Linked DNA regions of Mus musculus: region 2 is linked to region 1. The links are chromatin contacts, called in public ChIA-PET maps. All regions are on one chromosome and are shown on one strand. Each heading gives the region's core, a stretch centred on a gene start, on an enhancer-like site or on the middle of the called end of the contact. The rest is flanking DNA. Distances are from core to core; before and after follow the strand shown. Region 1 overlaps Ncoa2 (nuclear receptor coactivator 2). Region 2 has its middle 73 kb from the start of Gm39595.

The links. ChIA-PET counts read pairs in DNA pulled down with a chosen protein or histone mark.
Region 2: an RNA polymerase II ChIA-PET map of memory CD8 T cells shows a contact between it and region 1, with 88 read pairs. The contact joins two enhancer-like sites. A contact is called at or near these places in 4 of 15 datasets of contacts at CTCF or cohesin (the G1E-ER4 cell line, large pre-B cells, pro-B cells and 1 more), 31 of 484 Hi-C or Micro-C datasets (the AtT-20 cell line, B cells, the BV-2 cell line and 18 more), 8 of 115 datasets of contacts at active chromatin or transcription factors (T-cell acute lymphoblastic leukemia, Th17 cells, bone marrow-derived macrophages and 4 more) and 3 of 9 other capture datasets (adipose tissue, liver and pancreatic islet).

The regions. Positions count from the first base shown.
Region 1 is chr1:13,161,240-13,163,847 of GRCm38.p6, reverse strand. Ncoa2 (nuclear receptor coactivator 2) reads left to right here. Exons shown (of 23, transcript NM_008678.3): 14 at 1,560-1,775. Among named protein-coding and RNA genes, the nearest start is that of Prdm14, 35 kb to the right of the region's middle. Within about 2 kb of position 1,292, at least 74 of the 459 cell types and tissues checked have an H3K27ac peak or open chromatin away from gene starts, as enhancers often do. A contact at or near this core is called in CD8 T cells, Th1 cells, memory CD8 T cells and 1 more, where this site is marked.
Region 2 is chr1:13,493,647-13,496,254 of GRCm38.p6, reverse strand. No RefSeq gene overlaps it. Among named protein-coding and RNA genes, the nearest start is that of Gm39595, 73 kb to the right of the region's middle. Within about 2 kb of position 1,309, at least 21 of the 459 cell types and tissues checked have an H3K27ac peak or open chromatin away from gene starts, as enhancers often do. A contact at or near this core is called in CD8 T cells, Th1 cells, memory CD8 T cells and 1 more, where this site is marked.

The DNA of each region.
Region 1 (2,608 bases), core at 43-2,542:
TGTACTGACTCCCTCATTAAATTACAGATCCCTGAAAACAGTGCCATATTCACTCCATTACTCTTAAATAAAAGCACGACTCATAGATATATTGGTGATGAGAAACTCTTTAAAGAAAAGTAGCAGATGAGTGACTAGGAGTCGCTCCCTATCGGTGAATACAATGCTTACACTGTTGAAGTCTTGTATAGGACCTTGGGACCATGGGGACGGCCTCTGCATGTCCCAGAACCTAGTAGTGCCCAGGCTGTCAGGATCACATGGTATAAAGACCAGCACCATAGGGAACAGTGTCCATTCTTGCTGCACTGATACTGTTGAGTTTCAGGTGACTTCACCCTCCTCCTCTCGTCTTATTATGCTATTTAAATAGGTTGTTTTGAAACTAAAATGCCTTTCCACTTATCCACTTATAGATAAAATATAAATGGTTTTAAATATGTCTTAATATTGCAGTTTTTAACCCTAACTAATCACCCTTCTCCTTTTAACATCTCAGCACATCCCTCATTTCACACATGAGGAAACACCCATGTTCCATCTACATGTTCATTATACCAAATTTGCTTAACCGAAATAAAGTAATCTAAAGCAAGCCATAAATTTGAAAGCAAATCTTTATATCCCCTGTATCACGTTTCAGAACAAAGAGATGTTTCTGAGGCTTCTTCTTCAGTATGTCTTAGGCAGTGTTTGGCCACTGCCGTCACCTAGAGCCTGGACACTAATAGAACAGACCCTGAGTCCTGCCTGGTCATGTTGAGTTCTCATTGTTCCGTGTGATCAGATGCCAAGTGTAGATTTCCCTCACGCCTCTGCTAGCCCATTCTGCATCGGTGTGGCCTGGAATGCAGTGCTTCAGGAGGGTGGGACCCTTTGCTCAGGCACTGTGTCAGGAAAGTCTTTAACTTCCTGAGTGCTTAGAGGCTACCCTTGGTAAATTTTGAAATTTACTAAATTTTTTTTTTTGATGGAAGTTGTTGCTGAAGTATCCTGTCCATGCAGACGTATGCCTGTGGTGGGGCAGCTTCACTTGATGGTCACCCAGCGAACATGTCTGCATGCTCCAGAAGTGTAGCAGGCGCCGACCCCCTGAAAGGATGAGGATGCTCAGCTCTCTCTCGCAAAAGCTTTGCAGGATAGTCTCTGACTGGGGTCGATAATTTTGGGATTGATTATCAGTTCTTACCTTGTTCCTCCTCACCTTACCTCATCTCACCTCCCTTTTGGAAAGTAGAGCTCTGACGTATACGTCAGCTAATGTGATTCACTTCCTGAGGAAGGAAGTTGGGGTTATCCACTTGCCGCAGTGCCTGTTCTAATAAGTACATATGGGAACAGTTTTAACAGCTCTTCTGAGCAGATGCATGCTGTGAAAACTGTAGTAATCACCAACTCTTAGTTCTTAGCCCAGGGCCCACATCTGCCCTGGGGGAGTGTTTGCTGTTGAGCCAACTGCAGGTTACAGTCATGGTCTGAGTCTTGTAGGTAGGTCTGGCATGCGTGCATATGCTGTTTTCAATGTCTGCGTCTCTCAGTTTCCTCTGTCTTGGATGCAGGAATGATTGGCAGCAGCACTTCCCGGCCCAGCATGCCTTCTGGGGAATGGGCACCACAGAGTCCAGCTGTGAGAGTCACTTGTGCTGCTACCACTGGTGCCATGAACCGACCAGTCCAAGGAGGCATGATTCGGAACCCAACAGCCAGCATCCCCATGCGAGCCAACAGCCAGCCTGGCCAAAGACAGATGCTTCAGTCTCAGGTCATGAACATAGGTAAGGCTCCTTCCCTGCTGCCCTTACCCCGTGGTCCTTCAGGATGTGCAGTCCTCAATGGCATTTGCTAAAACCCTGTTAAATCATGGACTGATTACCTAATTTTAATTTGGAAGCAAAATACATTAAAATGTCACATTATAAATGCCACATATATAAAATGTCACATATATATGCATGTATATGGTAGTTTAAAGGCAACGAAATAGTTTGGTTGTACAGCCTCTATGTGGTCATCCTAAACCACTAATGCCCTCAGGCAGGCTGTGAAGTCAGCGTCTCCCTCAGCCTCATTGATAGTGCGACCACTCAAGAACATGACACAGCACCCAAGCATCTCTAGCATTCTAGCTGGAGGCAGTTCACATGTCACGGAAATGAATTTTTTGTGTACACTCCACAAAACCTTCATCATAGCTGCCTATAGCTGAAGGCCTGGAAGGAGGCAGGAAGTGAGTCCTGAGACAAGGGCTTCCTCTTCAGGTAAGTGAAAGTGCCTGAGTTGATGTGGTAGTGGTACACTCGAACACATTGACACCTACAGGATGCTGCACCTGAAGTCATGAGTTGTATGTATGATGAATGAATCATCAGGAAACTTGTTACTACATATTGATGTACACACTTAGAATCCTGAGCCTTGGGAGGTCCAGGCAAGAGTTCAGCATCCTCAGCTCCTTAGCAAGTCTGAGGCCTGACTGAGCTGAACAAGGCCCTGTCTCAAGGGAAAAAGATCAGTTGCCTATACAGCTCCTACTTGATATTATTTGTAACCGTAGACATAGGACTTAAATCTTAAACATTAGCTCAATTCTAAAAAGTCTGTGTGTGTA
Region 2 (2,608 bases), core at 60-2,559, 330 kb before region 1:
AATTAGCTATTATACCAGAGAACACAAGAGGATGAAAATCAGTTTATTCCATCAGACTAAAATAAATCATATGATGATATTAATCGATGCAGAAAAAAAGCATTCAACCAAATCCAAGTCATTTATGTTTGAAGCCAAATTAGGGCTGCAGAGTCAGTCAGTGGTGGTGCACACCTTTGATCCTAGCAGGAGTAAATCCCAGAGAGGTGGATCTTTGTTGAGTTTGAGTCCAGTCTGGTCTACAAAGTGAGTTCTAGGACAGCCAGGACTACAGAGAGACCTTGTCTTGAAAAAACAAAACAAAACTTAGGACTACAGAAGAATTTCCTTGATTTGACACACAAAACTAGGAAGAAAAGTATGGGGTCAGAAAACAAGACTCTAAGGACACACAGGGGACAAGCTGCTCCTTGCAGCAAAGTTGCTAAACAGCAAGTGAAGCTGAGGCAAAAACAAACAAGCAAATAAACAGGTTAAAGAAAAGAATAAGAGGGACCAGAGAGGTGGCTCATCTGTTAAGAGCAATTGTTGCTCTTCCAGTAGACCTGAGTCCAGGTGCCAACACCCACGTGGTGGCTTCCAGCCATCTCTAACTCCAATTCCAGGGCATCTGAGACTCTTTTCTGATCTCTTCTGGCAGCAGACACGCATGCAGTGCACATACATGTATGTGTAGGCAAAATTCATACATAAAATAAAATAAATCTGAAATTTAAAAATCATTGGAGAAAAAAGGAAAAGAAAGTAAAGGATAAGCAAATAGAGGAAGAGGAGGAGGGGAAGAAGTTTTTGGGAAAGAAAAAGATCTATTTTTATTATCCAAAATTGAAAGTTATGGTTAAGATATCAGAAATTTCACTCTGGGATGAGTGTGATCTCTTGTGCTAGCTCAAACCAGAGAGCTCCGGATTCTTCTATTGGGAGAGTGCCTGCCTTTGTCTCAGGAAATAATTAGGAAGCTAAGAAGAATTAAACCCAAGATTTAGGGCTTACTAACTGCTGTCTCACAAGAACATGAAACCGAAGACCTTTAGCCCCTGGGAGTACTGATTACAACGTGATTAGCAGATTACTGTGAGATTAGCCGCCTTTTCCGCCTTTTCGCAGAAGTTGGTGGGAATCCTTCCAGGCAGTAAGGGACAGAGGTGGCAGATGGTTTTGTTATACCCACAGACACTTTAAAATGCAGAGTAAAGGACAGTCAGCTTTTCATTTTTATCTCCTTTTTAAAAAGCAGGGGGTGGGGAGAGAAGCTCTTGAAGGGAGAGGGAGCACCGCTTCTGCTTCCGGTTGGGGTTGGGTAGGTTTCTGGGACCTCCTCCGAGTGACCAGACTGCAACAACCTGTGCTCGCGGCTCCCAGACAATGAAACTTGACCGCTGGGGTGCTCATTTGAGCCTTTATACAGCAATGAAAGCCCTTTGAAAAGAATTTAAGATACGACCTAACCTACCTGGCTCAAGGTTGAGACATGCGCAGAAGGACACGGAGCATTTTGATGCTTACTCCCGTACTTGGATATGCAGATGACTTATTAATGATTGAGGCAGTAAAAGCCATCTTTTGAATGTTTGGGGCTTATGTCTTAGCAGTTGGTTGTAAAATCAGCTTCGGAGCAGCTCTTTGTGGGCTAGCACAGGCAAGTAGGAGCAAGTAATTGCCCTGGAAAGACCATTTTTCAAATGAACCAGTTGTGAGTGTACTTTTTTTTTTTTAAGTCAAAACAGTGAAAAATCAAATTGGAAATAGATGTAGCAGATAAGTTGGTGTCCTCTGGCAGATTTGGAAGCAATTTTATTATAGTGAATGTGTTATTAATCAAAACTGTTTCACATTGCTTTGAGCCGTATGGAAGTAATTCACTGTTTCCTTTACTGTCCATTTGCCATGTGTTTGAGGGAGCTGGCAACGTTCCCTTCCAAAGTTACCTTAATGAGCTGATTGAAGACAAGATTCTTTGCATGGCCACTGTGAGTGACATGGTTATCTTAATGTGTAAGAAGAATCTATGGGAAAAAAAAGGTGTCCAAAAAAAAAAAAAATCCCCAAACAGTTTTGTAATCCTCCAGCACACTTAGGAAGCACACATGCTCCCGGATTCCTAGTCAGCAGCTGCAAGCATCATTCTGTAATCTTTTGAAATCCTTCAGTGTGATGAAGAGACTTGGCTGCAGGGGGCTGTTCTAGTATATCAGGTGCTCCTGAGGGAAGCTGGTGTGAGGGAAGAGCCGGCATGTGAGAGACAAGAGCCAGTGTTTCCTGGACGATGTCCATAAATGTTTGTCATTCCATCTTCCTGCCTTAATTTCTTCACCTGAAAAAGCTATTAATAGGAATTGATGTTTATTGTGTCTGTCTCTATGTCAGACACGGTGTAAACCCTTCCGACAAGAGTTTTTCATCTTCAGCAAGACTCTTGTCAATGATATTATCATTCCTGTTTTATAGAGCAGCAAGCAGAATGGTGGTAATAAAATAGATCAAAATCTCCATAATGATTTATCATTAAAATGTAAGCTATGCCAGGAGTGGCACAGACTTGCTTGCAATCACACGAGAGACTTTCCCATTGGAGCTGGCTAGCTTGAGCTGCATAGCTAAGTTCTGT